2 separate regions of the Sus scrofa genome follow, and region 2 is linked to region 1. Evidence: chromatin contacts called from public HiChIP or PLAC-seq data. All regions are on one chromosome and are shown on one strand. Each heading gives the region's core, a stretch centred on a gene start, on an enhancer-like site or on the middle of the called end of the contact. The rest is flanking DNA. Distances are from core to core; before and after follow the strand shown.

Region 1 (3,084 bases), core at 320-2,819:
CAGAATGGGTTAGATCCCTGGCCCAGGAACTTCCACATGCCGCGGGTGAAGCCAAAAAAGCAAAGAAACAAATTTATATGTTAACCTAAATAAGAGCACAAAATAATTTTCCTTAAGATGTATTTTCATATATTTTTGAATAATCCAATGCAGTTCAAAATACAAAAAAAAAAGCATAAAGCATTATGCATCAATAAGTATCTCTTTCACAGTATTTGTTTTTCTAGATGTCCACTTTCAAAGTTGTGTTTACAAACGATCTCATAAATTTCAGTTGTTCTTTCTCCCTGGGCTTGTATTTGCAGTTCCAGCAGCTATGCATGTTTGTTATTTGGTGGACATCGCCCCCTTGTGCATAAAACTGAATCTGCAAGGTAAATCCTGACGAAAAGTGGAATCAACTTGTATATTCTTTCACAAAAAGTACAATTGTAAGTTTCTTGACGCCGTATGTTCTGTCGCCATACCTTCAGTGACTCAGTTATGACAGCCCCAAATATTAGTCCTTTTCTTTAAGTCCTCAGTGAAGATTTCCCCACACTTGCCTTAGTGATCTCATGTGCATTTTGTGCTTTTTTGTCTCCAAAGTATTCTCACATCCATATTTTGTTTAATTAGAACAGGAATTATTGCCCTCCTTTTCTATTGAGATATAATTTACATTCCATTTTCTACCCACTTAAGGTGTTCAATTCAATGGTTTTTAGTATATTCAAAGTTGTGCCATCATCACCGCAGTTTATTTTAGAACAATTTCATCAATTCAAAGAGGAACTTTGTACCTATTAGCAAACACTACCCATTTCCCCAACCCTACCTGAAACCCTTGACAACTGCCAATCTATCTTGTCTCTGTAGATTTCCCTTTCCTGGACATTTAATATAAACGGCATATATATAATACAATGTGTGGTCTCCTGCGACTTTCTTCTTTCACTTGGCTTGGTGTGTACAGGAGTCATCCATGTTGTAGCCTGAATCAGTACTTGATGCCTTTTCATAGCTGAGTGATAGTCCATTTCAGGGATGCCTCACATTTAATTATCCATTCGTTACGTGAATTTTTTCTGCTCTTTGGCTGTTAAAGCTAAAGCTGTTACAAACGTTCAGCGGTCTTCCTTTTGCAGCTATAAAATGGAAATCTTCTCAGCTGAGATGATCATTCAAAGGCGTGCAACAGGAGGAAGGAATTGTCCTCTCAGGACTTCACTTTGCCACTCACAACACCACTCCGGCCATGGGGTCAGCCCCTGCCCCTGAGAGCTCCTCACACCCCTAGTCTCCTCAGCCTTCCTGGAATTCCTGTTGCTGTCATCTCCGGTTCTTCAACCCTAAAAGCATCATCCCATCAGCTACCCCAGTCTCGCACCCCTTTCCCTTTGCAACCTTCCCTCTGATTCTCTGAAAAACTTTATCTTCCCTTGATACTCAGTTTTCCTTGATGGAAGGTAGGCTCCCCTGAGGATACCACTTCCCCAACTCTTTCAAGTAGAACTATTTCCTGTCCTACCCCAGGACCTGGGAGCAGGAAGGGAGTTCCCTTCCTCTCCAACACTGCTTCGAACAAGCCTCCCTCCTCTGCCCAAATCCCTAGCACTTTAGCTTAAGACATCACTGTTCCTGTTGCTAAGACCTAGTGACTCCTGGTTACCCCTTGTCATTCAGTGCTCACTCCCTCTTGCCCTCTCGTCAACCTGTAAATCGCTGCCTTCTCCTCTTCTCTGTCCCTTTCAAGGCTCTGGGTGACTTTCATATCCTCCTGAGCAGTGCATACAGAACACTGGTTTCTCTCAGTTTCTTCACCTCCAGTGACCTTTTCCTCCATCTGCTTCAGCCATCCGCCACCGCTTCCACCCAAGATCTTGTGGAATCAGACCAATTCACCAAAGGAAAAATTGGCAGCATTGACATAAGCCTTGTTACTATGAATAAAGCTTACAGTCTATTAACAGCTTTTGAGGATTTCCTGTGACATCTTAGATGGTTTTGCGCCGCTTTTAAGGAATGTGCAATTCACATCTGTTCTGGCACCCTGTTTTTTGTAGCTGGAGGAACAGGGAGCAGAGAGAAGATGGAGAGAAGTTGGAGAGGGGGCTGGGCAGCTATGGAGAGGTCAGACTGATGGCCAGGAAGGTGGAGGAGACCGGGAATGTACCCAGGAAGAGGATGTCACTGCAACGCTCATCACTGTCCACACATTTCGTGATGTATTTGATTGTGAGGAATCCTCATGAATACATTTTTATAGCTCTTACCCTTTTACCTTTACTCATATAATAAATGTTCCTCTTTTTAAAGACCATTCTCTTCTCTTCCGTCCCTGCCTTTGTTTACTCCTAGGTCTTTTCTCACCTGGATCTCTTCCGGGGATCCCCTGGCTCCCCTTGGCTCTAGTTAGGGCTCCACTCAGCCTCCCAGGTGGCTTTTTTTATTGAGGTATAATTGATGCACAGTATTAGATAAGTGTAAGTGTACAACACAGTGATTCACAATTTTTAAAGATTGTGTTCCGTTATAGTTACAATAAAATATTACCTATATTCTCTGTATTTTATACATAGTAGTTTTTGCCTCTTAATCTGGTATGAGGTGATATCTCCTTGTAGTTTTAAAGTGCATTTCTCTGATCATTAATGATGTTGAGCATCTCTTCCTGTGCCTTTTGGCCATCTGTATGTCTCCTTGGGGGAAATGTCTATTCAGATCCCTTTTTCCATTGGGTTGTTTTTTGCTGTTGAGGTGTAGGAGCTGTCTTTGAAGGCTCTTCCCCGTCTTTCTTCCTCTACTTTGATTCACCCACATGACCCTGGCTTTTCTGGTTCTCCAGGTCTATTAGGACCTCTGTGTATAACACAGAGAATATGAGCAATTATAGAGATTTCAGGCTGTCCTGGGAAGACTGTGGCCATCCGAGCCCTGCCCCAGAGCCTGGGGTTTAGCTGACATGGAGGAAGACACAAGACACGTCTAATATTCATTTTGAGGCAGCCAGAGCATTCCAGATAAAATTTTCATTTAAAAGTGCAAACATGAGAGTTCCCGTCATGGCGCAGCGGAAACGAATCAGACAAGGAACCATGAGGT
Region 2 (3,084 bases), core at 196-2,695, 72 kb before region 1:
TCAGATAACCCCAGAAATATAGATTCCACCACAGCACTTTAGGAGGCACAGGCATTTGAAGTTTATAACATACAAGCGTAGGGCTCAGCCTGTTGCTGGCTGTAGGTTCTTTCCCTTATTTATTTATTTATTTTTTATTTGGCTGCCCCACAGCATATGGAGTTTCCGGGCCAAGGATCAAATCCGAGCCACAGTTGCCACCTACACACAGCTGTGCTAACACCAGATCCTTTAACCCACTGTGCTGGGTGGAGGGAATCGAACCTGCATCCCGGCACTGCAGAGGTGCCTCTGATGCCTTTGCCCCACGGTGGGAACTTCTCCCTTATTTTTTTAATAGCTGACAGATTTTAAATATTTCTTGGAACTAAATGCAGAAGATAAAATCTAAACAAATTCTATCGAGAAGTTAATATAAAAAAATAATTTTGCATAAAGTAAAAAGACCAAATAGACTTTTTTTTCTATGTTAATAAAACACTAATTTGACTCTTTAATGGTCTCAATACACAGCCCCACCCACCCACCCCCAGCAATCCCAGTTGATGTGAGCATTATGGGTTTTAGTTGGAAATTTTCCTGTGTTTGATTTAGAATTATTTCACTTTTTAGGAACAGGAGAAGAATTAGAATTGTTGCCTTCAACATGCCTGCACTCATGTACCAGTGAGGGTGTGGGGGCTTTTACACATGTTCATGTTCCACCTGACTTCCTGTGTGTATGTATCTACTGCAAGAGCACCTACAGTCTCAGGAAGGGGGCAGGGACTGGATTAGAGTGTAGATGTAGAGAGGGAAGATTCAGGCAGAATAGCCCCTCTTAGGAGTTCCTATTGTTGCTCAGCAGGTTAAGGACCCAGTGTTGTCTCTGTGAGGATGCGGGTTTAATCCCTGGTCTTCCTCAGTGGGTTAAGGATCCTGCATTGCTGCAAGCTGTGGCATGGATCGCATGTATAGCTGAGACCTTGTATTGCTGTGGCTGTGGCATAGGCTGGCAGCTGCAGCTCCAGTTCTGCCCCAAACCTGGGAGCTTCCTTATGCCTCAGGTGCGGCCATAAAAACAAAACAAAACAATAAAAAAGAATAGCTCCTCTCAGCATTTCATGACGATCTGATCCTACCACAAAGAGTTGGGGCTCGGGGTCTTCCAAAGCCCTCAATTGAATGGGGGGAGTAGATGCCATCCTTTCCTACCTGTCCTCTCTATTCCAGATCCACCCCGCCTTCACTCTGGTTAAATACCACCAATTATGTATTTAAAATTAAATACTGAGATGTGAATTTCTGTGGCAAAGTGTGGGATGTCCCAGTGACGTCTGTGAAAACCCAAAGCCAATCCCTGTGCTCCAAACCCAAGATTTATATTTAGAAGACAGTGTGGATCCCGTATTTTTAAAATGCTGTAAACATGTTTGTGTGGCTATTTTTAGCTTCTACAGACTTTAGTGAACTTCCCAGTTGGCAAGTCAGACACAGTCAGTTGTCGTCTGTTACCTCAGATGCCAACGCTCTGTGAATGACTCTGATTGTCTCGTGGGGTTTCTACCGTTTTTAGAGCAGATAAGTGTGTACATTATCTTGTGGCAACTGCATATGGTATATCTATATACGTATTATTATACACACTCTATGTGTTTTTAGCTTTTATCCACTATATAACTTGGGCAGTAGTTTTCCTTGGAGTTCATATGAGTTGTGTCCTGCCAGATGGCCCTGGCAGAAATAGCTAGTTCTTTTTTCTTTCCCCCAACCTTTCTTTCTCAGTCCTTTCTCAGCCTTAAATCACATGCATACGCAAGTCCTTACTGTGGCTGTTATTTTCAGTCCATTGTATCTACTTCCTGTTGGTCAAAGGTTAGGAGGCTTGGGTGGTGTCAAGGGAGATGGAAAGTTGACAGGAAAAAGAAAGCCAGGCTCATTTTAGGGCTGACATATCATGGAAGGGGCAAGGTAGCACTGACTTAAAAAAAAAAAAAAAAAAGATGTAAATGATCAGCAGCTTTTCTTGTATAATGAGATTGTTATCTGTGTTACGTGAATGAAAACATGTTTTATCCAAAGAATCATGTCTTTCCAAAGAGTAACACCCCCTTGGTCATGGGGGTGGGGGGTGGGGGAGGCGTCAACATCGGTTCTTGGGCCAAGTCCTCCACATTTGCTTCAAAGATCCTCTTGATTTCATTATGTCTGGAGTAATTTTTTTTTTTTTTTTTTTTTTTTTGGCTTTTCAGGGCCGCACCTGCAGCTTAGGGAAGTTCCCAGGCTAGGGGTCATATCGAAGCTACAGCTGCCGGCTTACAGAACAGACAAAGCAATACCAGATCTGAGCCGTGTTTGCAACCTACACCACAGCTTATGGCAACACCACATCCTTAACCCACTGAGCGAAGCTAGGGATTGAACCCGCATACTCAGGGATACTAATCGGATTTGTTTCCACTGCACCACAACAGGAACTCCCTGGAGTAATTTTTGTGTCATGTTCACCTGTGTGCTTAGTTCCCCTCTTTGGGTGAGGTTACTCTTTGCATCTTGAACTTAATGTGTTTTATAGGCAGTGACTCCAGAATGCATAATTCATCTCTTTGGAAGCATGTCTTTCAAAGGAAACCTTTTGTTGCCGTATCTTTTGTTCTGGAAGCCTTGTACTGATGATGTTTAGAAGAAAATTATACTGAGCATTATTTTGGCTTGCTTACATGTAAGTGTAATTTCGGGAATTTGAATTTTGTTTTGTAACACTTCAGTGCTTTTTCTCTAGATGTTGTTTTTGAACTGTGATCCAAATATTGGTGTTTTACTTAATAGGAAGAAACTTCAAAGAGAAAAGGAGTATGTTTTAGTGTGTTTTGCCGGAAACTCTAAATGCTATCTTTATTCCAGAATTAATTATTTTGGATTGATAGCTGAACAGGAAATAAAGTTTAGAAATTTGGGGTTTAGGGAAGATAAAATTTTTAAAAATTTCAGATTGTTACTGGTATTTATTTTTTAAAAAGCCACTATTTAAGCAAGCATGTTCTTTTCAGAAAGTAATAAAAACAACATAAGTGATATATGCATTTGTGGAGCAAACTAAGTTTG

What was found. HiChIP or PLAC-seq counts read pairs in DNA pulled down with a chosen protein or histone mark.
Region 2: a contact with region 1 is called in an H3K27ac HiChIP or PLAC-seq map of skeletal muscle, with 6 times the contacts expected there. The contact joins two enhancer-like sites. A contact is called at or near these places in 1 of 5 promoter capture datasets (liver), 9 of 47 Hi-C or Micro-C datasets (alveolar macrophages, embryonic fibroblasts, fetal heart ventricle and 4 more) and 1 of 2 datasets of contacts at active chromatin or transcription factors (skeletal muscle).

What each region holds. Positions count from the first base shown.
Region 1 is chr8:84,246,681-84,249,764 of Sscrofa11.1, reverse strand. No RefSeq gene overlaps it. Among named protein-coding and RNA genes, the nearest start is that of SMARCA5, 23 kb to the right of the region's middle. Within about 2 kb of position 1,569, at least 4 of the 83 cell types and tissues checked have an H3K27ac peak or open chromatin away from gene starts, as enhancers often do. A contact at or near this core is called in skeletal muscle, where this site is marked.
Region 2 is chr8:84,318,447-84,321,530 of Sscrofa11.1, reverse strand. The region is part of intron 1 of GAB1 (GRB2-associated-binding protein 1); the gene reads left to right. Among named protein-coding and RNA genes, the nearest start is that of GAB1, 72 kb to the left of the region's middle. Within about 2 kb of position 1,445, at least 13 of the 83 cell types and tissues checked have an H3K27ac peak or open chromatin away from gene starts, as enhancers often do. A contact at or near this core is called in skeletal muscle, where this site is marked.